Linked DNA regions of Mus musculus: region 2 is linked to region 1. Evidence: chromatin contacts called from public promoter capture Hi-C data. All regions are on one chromosome and are shown on one strand. Each heading gives the region's core, a stretch centred on a gene start, on an enhancer-like site or on the middle of the called end of the contact. The rest is flanking DNA. Distances are from core to core; before and after follow the strand shown. Region 1 holds the start of Ccdc152 (coiled-coil domain containing 152). Region 2 holds the start of C7 (complement component 7).

Region 1 (4,551 bases), core at 28-2,527:
ACTTTCTTCTTTTTATGTTACTTGACTGTAGCAGCTTTTAATCGTTTTGAAATCTGAATTTTGGTTATGTACTTCCAGTTTAGTGAAACACTTGCAATTCTGTATTGCATATCAGTAAAATTATATTTCAAAAACCTCAGTAAAAACTTGTTCCTTCTGGTAGAAAAATAATCATAATAGACAACCCCCATAACAAAACAGTTTCATTCTTTGTTGAACAAAGTTAAAAAAAAAAAAACACTAATTGATATTGTTACTTAAACTAGAGGATAATCTGAAGTATTTAAAAATCTCCTTTTCTCCTTTTTAGTTCCTAACGTTTTAAATAATTTTAAAAAACGAATTCTGTCTTAGACCCAGATTCCTGAATCAAATGCATTTTAATTTGAGTCTGAATCTTCTCCAGCTGTTTTTCTTCATAGAATATATATATATATATATATACATATATATATATATATATATATATATATATATATATATATATATATATATATATACACCTTGTAACTAAAGCTAAGGATGTTGCTCAGTGGAAGTACATTTGCTTTCCAAGTGCGCCCCCCCTCTCTCTGTGTATTCGTGTGTGTCTGTGTGTGTGTGTGTGTGTGGGGGGGGTGATGGGGGGGTAGTCTGGTATTCATGGAGATCGTCCTGTCTCTGCCTCCTGAATGCTGGGATCGAAGACATGCATCACCACCACCCGGTCATTTCTGCATGTCTTAATTGCCCTCTTCTCCCAATTTCCTAGGTTCAAATTCTTTCAATGAATTTGGTTTTGCCTAGAGAAACTCGGCAACAAGTTAGTGATTCAGTGCTTACTGAGTTCTCTACTTATATGGCGTTCAAGGCTCAGTCTCCACCATGTCCACTGGCAAGAGATAGTTTCATTTCCTTCTTCAGCTCGGTGGCTGTTGACGTGGGCATCCCAGGGCTTGACTTCTCTCCAGCCCCACTCAGTTGGGCCCTGGCACTCATAGGTGCCAGGAGTGGGGCTCAGCTTGTTCCCTGTTCTTTCTTCTGAGCTCTCCGAGGCTTTACTCTCAGACCCTGGGGCTAAGGCCCACCATGGCGTTCCGCTGTCCTCTGAGGCCCAACAGACGCGCAGGGGTGTGGGCAAGGGGCTCCGGTGTGAGAGGAGTGGGTAGGATAAAACTGCAGGAATCCAGGACACTTCAAGGAGGTGTCAGGAAAAGAATCGATGGAAAACTGGGATTCGAATCTCCAGGGAAGAGCTTGGAACGTACCTGCTGCCAAGGCGCGACATCCAGTCTCCAGCAAAGTCCTTCGGGTGCGGGTAGCTGGTCCGTTTCAGATTTTAGTCCTCTTCCGGGTGGGAAGCAGGGTCCCCCACCTCTGGGTCCGCCGTTCTCCTTGGCCGGTCAGCACCCTCTCCTAGAGAATACCTTAGAGCCCCACCAATTTACATCCTCCTAGGTGCTTTCATGGATTTCTTAGACCACAGAACAACACTCAGCCACTGCCAGACTAATCACTGTTTTGGCAACTTAAGAATGAACCAGCTTTGCTTGGTTTATACATCAGCACAATTAAATAAATAAGAACCCATATTCATCCCAGTGGTTTATAAGCCCTTTAAAGTACCAGATTCAATTATTTGATAGTTTCATGTCTATTCTCTTACTGATTTAGTGATTCAGGGCATGGACTATAATGTAAGTTCTACCAATGTCTTTGTCTTGGGCAACCTAATTTTTTTTGTGTGTCCCAGCTTTTTATCCATATAGTATCATTAATAAAAATTTCTACTCATTAAGGTTGTTCTACCAATTAAATGAATTTATCACTTAAAACATGATAGGGTCTCTTGCTTCAAGTGTTCAAAAATTATCATAATTTCCAATGTTGTCCTGTAGTAGCTGAAATGTATCTGCTGAAAAGGTATTTGAATGAGAAATAAAAACTTAAATTTCATTAATTTGATTTTTCTATAGAATTAATTTTTTCAGGCACAGGAATGTAAACAGTAATAGGATTATTCATATTTCATTATTTGAAAGTTTAAGGTATAGCAAAGTATTAGAACTGGATCCAAGTGGAGAATTTGAGTCCCCACTGCGTGTTCAAGTTTTCTTTAGCATTGGTACCAACGCATAGATAGGGATTTGAAAAACAAATAGATGAAGGAACTGGACAGTAGAGGGGTAAGAATTTCCCGGTATCATGGCTGATCTGAAAGGATTCACCACCGGAGGAATCAGATTTTAATAAGACTTGAAAGATTAGGTTTTAGTTGTTGCACCCGGAGATTGAATTACCATTGCTTCTGGGGGGAAAAAAAAGAAAGAAAGAAAAAAAAAGATGAGATTCTTTACATGCTCATCAGGAATACTGGTCTGTAATTTTCTTTCATTCGTTGTGTTTTTACGTGGTTTGAGCATTAGAGAAATGCTGCTTCATAAAAGGAGTTGGTAATACTCTGCCTCTTCCTTTCTCTCTCTCTCTCTCTCTCTCTCTCTCTCTCTCTCTCTCTCTCTCCCTTCCTTCCTTCCTTCCTTCCTTCCTTCTTCTTTCTTTCTTTATAACTTAAGAATATATTCCTTTTTTGTGTGTGTCTTTGATGGGCTGGTTGAAGTTGTTGATCATTTCTTGGTTTAAATTTGATGATTCATGCCAATCTAGATGTGTCCAATTCCTTTTAGATTTTTTAACTGAATGGAGTACACATCTTTAAAGTATCCCTTTATAATATTCTGAATTTCTTTGGTGTCTATTGTAATGTTCCCCAATTCATGTCTAATACTGGTAATTTTGGATTCTCTCTCTCTCTCTCTCTCTCTCTCTCTCTCTCTCTCTCTCTGTGTGTGTGTGTGTGTGTGTATGTCTCTCTCTGTCTCTCTCTGTCTCTCTGTCTCTCTCTGTCTCTCTCTGTCTCTCTCTCTGTCTCTCTTTCATTAATGGGGCTAAGGTTTTCTTGATCTTCTTTGACTTTTCAAGGCACCAACTCTTACATTCATATGTATATATGTCATTTAAATGAACTTACATGACTTGGACTATAATGTTCCCCTCAAGAGGCAGAATAACAAAAACCCAACTGTCAAACCTGTGAAACTTCCCTTCTAGTTGTGGGTCAAGGGAGCCTTCTATTGATTGAAGTACAGGTATTTGTGGGCTGTTGCTATAGATGCTGGTACCCATACTCTGGTCCTCTTGATTGATCAGCAAGTGCTCTTAACCACCAAGCCATCTGTCCATACCCTGCATTCAGTTTTGACATCAGGTTAGTGCTGGTTTCATAGGATTAGTTTGTGATTTTTGTTCCCCTTTCCGTTTTTTTTTTGTTTGTTTGTTTTTGTTTTTGTTTTTTTGATATTGTTTGAGGAATATTGATTGGTGTTACCTCATCTTTACAAGTTTGTGGAACCTGGAAGTGACTCCTTTTAGTGCAACATGCTTTTTTTGTTGTTGTTGAGAGACATACCAGTTCAACATCATAGATTATTTTGGATCTGCTTTTATTCTTTATAACCTTTATAACCTTGATTTAATTTTGGTAGGTCAAATCAGACCTCAATCATTTGAGGTTCAGCCTGTGGGTGTCTTTATGAGTTGTATTTTTTAGTAAAAACAAACAATTGGACCTAGTAATATTTTTTAATCCAGTCACCCAGTGTGTGTCTCTTTACTGATAAGTTGAAGCCACGTACACTTAAGATTTTAATAGATATTAAATGATCTCTGTATTTGTTTGTTCTTTTTATGATTGGTTATATTATTATTATTTTTCTTTCCCAAGCTAGTATGAGGAGTTTTTTTGTTTTTGTTTTTGGTTTACTGTGTTGAATGTATTGTATTTCTTTATACATCTCCTTTACTAATAGAATCTCATGAAATATATTCTTTCCCATGGCAAGTGTGTCTTTATTTCTCCTCTGCATATAATTTTGCTTTGAGTATTTTCTCTAGTATTTTGTTGTTGACCCATCTCTCCATCCCTTTCTCTCTTCTAAAAGAATTTTAAGAGTTTTAAATTATGTGTATATGCATCTGTTTATGGGTATGTGCACATGTCTTTAAATTTCAAGCAATTGTTTTTTAATGTCCTTAACACTGTGAACCATTTGAGAAGATTTTCTTCCGTTAAATCATATTTAGTTTGACTTGTTCCTGAAAATTCAGCCAACTATAGGGCCTGGATCTTTTACCATGACTTAGTCAGTTAGTTGATTAACAAAGTTAATCATTTACTTTTCCTGAACATTGGTTTTCTCTTCTATAAAGATTAAAATTTATATCTGACCTGATTACAACTGATTTATTTGTCTGGGTGAAATAATATAGATGAGCATACTTCATAAAATCAGAACTGTCTGTAAGGTTGGCTATATGCTACCTTATAAAAGAGAACAATATGTATCTTTCTTCTTCAGATATTTGTATATTGCTCCATTGGGAAAGACATATTGAATACATCTTCCTGATAAGGTATTTCATGTCTTTATAATGCTGCTGACATCTCTTAATACCCACAGAACAATCATATAGACATTATTAAAGGCATCAATGGAAAATTGCATTCTTTGTGCT
Region 2 (4,693 bases), core at 596-3,095, 1.8 Mb after region 1:
TACATTCAACTTTTAACTACTTCATTCAAAGGTTACTGAAAATCTACATCTGGGTCCTTCTCCAACTTCACTAGTGAGTATGGGTTCTGGACAGGTGGGCAGCACATTAACTGTGGGGCAATCCACATTGCCCAGTTTGCTAATGCAGCATGTTTGTTTTTAAATATCAAATCTGGCTCATTTGGTAAGGCACCTGCTGTGCACACGTAAGGATCTGAGTTTGGTCCCCAGCATCTGTAAGAGGCATGCAGATCCTTGTGCTCACAGATAAGCACTTGGAAAACCAGGAATATTAAAACATTAAAACACATGGTTGTCTCTCCAGAGAGAGAGAGAGAGAGAGAGAGAGAGAGAGAGAGAGAGAGGTGTATAACCTGCTCAGAAGGCTGGGGATGAATGTAGTTAATATTTATTAACCTGGTGACCTCTGCTCTATCTGGATGGCCAGGTGGAACTAGCTCCTTCTGACCCTTAATCTTGAGCCTCTTTATCTCAGTCAATCTACAGCACTATCCTGCCCCAAGAGACTTATCCCAAGTTAGTTTACCTTGAGCCAACTTGAGCCTGCTTCCTTAGTAAATACATAGAGCCTATCTTTATGGAAGATGCCACTTGGACTTGACCAAAATATATGTAATCATGTCTTGAGTACGTGGGACTGGGTTAGCATCAGGATACTTTTTCCATATTGTGCTGTGCTTAAATATGCCTAAAATAAACTACCCGGTGTCAGACTTTCAAAGTTTTTCAAACCAACAGCAGTTAACTGAGTTATATTAAACCAAATTTCCTTCTTGCCTCCCATGGTTTGATACTCTAATGGCTGTGGTGCTTGTAGAAACTGCCTCCAAACCCTGCACATACACACAAGCATCCACATAAAAAGCCAAGCGCAGCAGTATATACCTATGATCCCAGTACTGGAGATGCAGAGACAGGAGGGTATAGCAAGACTAGTCATGCAGGCGAGTGCAAGCTTCAGTAAGAAACCTGATCTCAAAAAGAAAAGGGAAAAAAAAAAGGAAAAAAAAGAAAAGAAGGCCAGCAATGGAGGAGGATACCATCTGGCATGCACACATACCTATGAACACACAAATAATAATAGCAATTCCAGCTTGGTTTTCCATCTTAAAATTTCATCCTGTAACAATGATTTCTGCCTTTGGTTGTTCATTGCATAGTAACTTTTAAAAATATATAATTCAATTATTTTGTGATGGTTTAACATCTATGTTGATAAGCCCATAGCTGCACTCCTGTTCTTACATTTCTGCCCTCACAGCCCTGACCCTTTTACTCAAGATTTTAAATTCTAACTTTCCAAAGCTACAGATTCCACTTTCTATAAAGCTCTTCTATAATCTAAGCAGGACCTTGCTGCATGGCCCAAAATGAGAATTAATAAATGATCAAACTGGATACAACTTATGCCGTAGAAGTAACAAGGGTGCCATTGTGTTCCTGTATTGCTTTCTTGGGATTTCCATAAACACTATCTTCAGTTCCCTTGTCCCAACTCTCTCAGACTATAACTGCAAAGCAAGAAAGACCCATTCACTTTGGCTGAACTATTAAAATTTTACTTATATAAGGATTATTTTTCAAGTCACTCATAGACCTTTTACCTCCACGTTTTCCACATCTTGCTCTTCTTTGATTTCTTTCAGATAAGTGTGACCTTCCCCTTTGAGGTGCCTTCAACTATATAAGCCATACATTATTATCTTACCTGCATGCTTGGGAAACACTCAGTACAGAAGAGAACAAGAAAATTTCATCTGTAAAGACAGGCAGGCTCTTGTCTCCCCCACAGTCTGTCCTGCTCTGAATTCTTTTTCTGCTCACTTATAAAGCCAGCTGTGCTGAGTCTTCACCAGACTCTCCAGGGACACAGAGAGCCTGCCTCTGTACTTGACCTGTGCCTTGATGCCAGATGCATTTTATCAGTTACACAGACCTTTGCTGCAACCAGCTGGGACCATTTGGAAATCACAGATATGTTTCTGGGAAGTATATCTGTTAATTAGGAAAGACAGTAAATGTCTTCAGTTCATCATTTAAGTGATTTCCAACCAAAGGAGACTGTAACATAAGGGCAAAACCTTTTTACTACTTTAATCTACTAAACTGAGTGCATGTTCTCATGATTCTCTTAACAGATATTATAAAGCAGATTTTGAGATTGCTTTGTGAAAGGAGAGTTCTTGATCCATTTTCTGTTTTAATAACAAAGTACTTGAGACTCAGATCTTTAAAATATAAAATTGTATTTGTCTCATAATTCTGAAAACGAGGAAATACAAGAGCATGGAACCAGTATCCACATAATATCTATGAGAGTTTGTCTTTAAGCATCCTGACACAAGGTATCACTTGGAGAGACATCATAAGTGTGGTAGCAAAAGTCTCTCTTTGGTCATTTAAAAACCACTAGTGCTAAAAATAGGAGCCCCATTCTCATGACTTCATCTATTGCTTAGAAGCCCTTCCTCAAAATAACCACTAATGTACGATGGGTACTAAATTTTGGAGGATAGGTTTAAGCTGTAGTAGATCTGGATGTAGCTCCATCTGTGAAAAGTAAATTCTATGTTTGAGAATGGATTTTTTTTTTCCTGGAAACAAATGGAGAATAACATTTTTTTTTCTTTGACTTTCACAGATTAATCGCAAAAAGTGTTTGGGGGCTACAGCCTGCATGTGAAGTCAAAGGAATCTGTTCCCCGCTTCCACCATGTGAGTTCTGAGAATCAAACTCCAGTTTTCAGGCTTGGTCACAAGCACCTTTGCCCACTGAGACATCATTATGGCCAGTTTTCAGTTTTCTTTGTTCTAAGTTATTTTATTTCATGTACATGAGTGTTTGCAGGCATGGATGGATGGCTACCATCCCTCTGTGTGCCTGGGGTCCTCAGAGGCCAAAGGAGGGCCTTAGGTCCCCTGGAACCAGAGTTATACATAGTTTTAAGTCACCACGTGGATTCTGGGAACTGAACCTGGATCCTCTGCAGGAGCAGCAAGTGTTCTTAACTGCTGAGCCACTCCTCCAGCTCTGATTCAACTTTTTAAAGAAGCAGACTCATAAAGAAGCAGACTGTGTCACCATAGTCTCAGGGCGTGATGTAGAACTAAATGCTTCCTTTGTTATGGTCCCAGAGGGAGCAGGACGTATCTTAATCTCTAGCAGCAGCTGAGACAGAAGAGAAGAAAAGGGAAATGTTACCTTTCTGAGTTAGGACTCAGAAGGGCAGACACACCTAACAGAACCATGACTTTAGCAGATACACAGAAGGTAGAATTCTCAGAAGGAAAAGCTCATTATCTCATTGAAGGGATAAATATTCCTCCCAGCTTAAAAGCCTGGTGTTAGGTGAATCTAAGCCAGGTGACTAATCAGCCCAACTGGACTGTCTCCACCCGGGGCCATAGAGTCCATTCTCTGGACCAGAAGGAAATAACTTTCCCTTGATTGACCTTTAATGCTACAATGTCACATGGGTGTTTATCTGTTTGAATTGCCAATGGGGAAACCATTAGGATAAGAGCTTTCAATATAGATTCGGTCTGTACTGCTGGCAGTTTGGCTGCTGGCATAAGCTTTGTGGACCTTTCCAAAGGGTCAGTTGGGAACCAGTGTCTGGAAAGCACTTAAGGAAGAATGGAAACTGTGAATCAGGATGAGTCAAATGGGGGTCATGTGTACGTACAGGAGAGGAACTGGAAGCATAACGTGGGATTTTTCAGTTTAAAAAAAAAAGCCTTTAAAAGACAGACAGAAAGTCTAAAAAGATTCTCATAACATAGCTGAAAGAACCTAGTGGGGAAACCCCCACTCTGTTCCCGATTCGGCGTGCACCCAAAAATCACGAAAAGGACCGTCTTGATGTAAATACACGAGGCAGTTTAATGGCGGAGCTCTGGGTCGAAACATATCTCACGCAGGAGACAGTGGATTTGACCACGAGACTTGAAAGCTAGGGATTTGAGGAATTGGCGTGGTTTCACATGATTGGTCCATTTAAACATCAGCAGACTGTACATGCATGCAGATCAAGGTAACAGCAGAGCATCTGGTTAACATTTAACTTAGGTCAGAAGGACGGGAGATAGGGAGGCGCCGGGCCAGTCCAGACATTCTTGTATGTCTTCCCTATCTTTATGGCTAGTTGGTTCCTGGGATGACTTTACAGCCTTTGTTCTTTGTTCTAAGCCCAAAAAGCCCTCCTAACTAGCAAGCCGCGTGAGTCATGGACCTTGAATAAACTTTTTGGCTAGGGCTTTGAAGTCTTGAATTTAGTTTTCTTTCATTCATAACAATTAAGCAGGATTTCAAGTCTGACTCCGAGAAATGAAGGAATTGACAGCAAGCTAATGAGGAAGAAAATGGTGATTCAAGGAGGAAGAAGTAACCCTGAAGAGCCACATTGGTGCTCAGGGAAAGCACCCAGCATATTCCTGCAAGTAGGGGTGCCTTCAGGAAGACCAAGGTCACCCCACTTATGTAAGTGGAACCATCGGTGTGAAAAAAAAAAACACAGCTGGAATCGTGAAATCTTCTGGCAATTGATATTTTTTTAATTAACAATGATTTTTAATTTATTTTTATTAGATATTTTCTTTATTTACATTTCAAATGTTATCCCCTTTCCTAGTTTCCCCTCCGAAACCTCCCTATTCCCTGCCCCTTTTCCCC

The links. Promoter capture Hi-C pulls out the DNA fragments that hold promoters and counts their contacts.
Region 2: a contact with region 1 is called in a promoter capture Hi-C map of hippocampal neurons, with 10 times the contacts expected there. The contact joins the promoter of C7 here to the promoter of Ccdc152 in region 1. A contact is called at or near these places in 9 of 39 promoter capture datasets (the 3T3-L1 cell line, the C10 cell line, the HPC-7 cell line and 5 more).

What each region holds. Positions count from the first base shown.
Region 1 is chr15:3,302,249-3,306,799 of GRCm38.p6, forward strand. Ccdc152 (coiled-coil domain containing 152) reads right to left here and starts at 1,278. Exons shown (of 9, transcript NM_001166063.3): 1 at 1,248-1,278. The region is part of intron 3 of Gm41254 (a long non-coding RNA gene); the gene reads left to right.
Region 2 is chr15:5,061,928-5,066,620 of GRCm38.p6, forward strand. It overlaps C7 (complement component 7), which reads right to left and starts at 1,846. Exons shown (of 18, transcript NM_001243837.1): 1 at 1,730-1,846. The coding sequence starts at 1,735.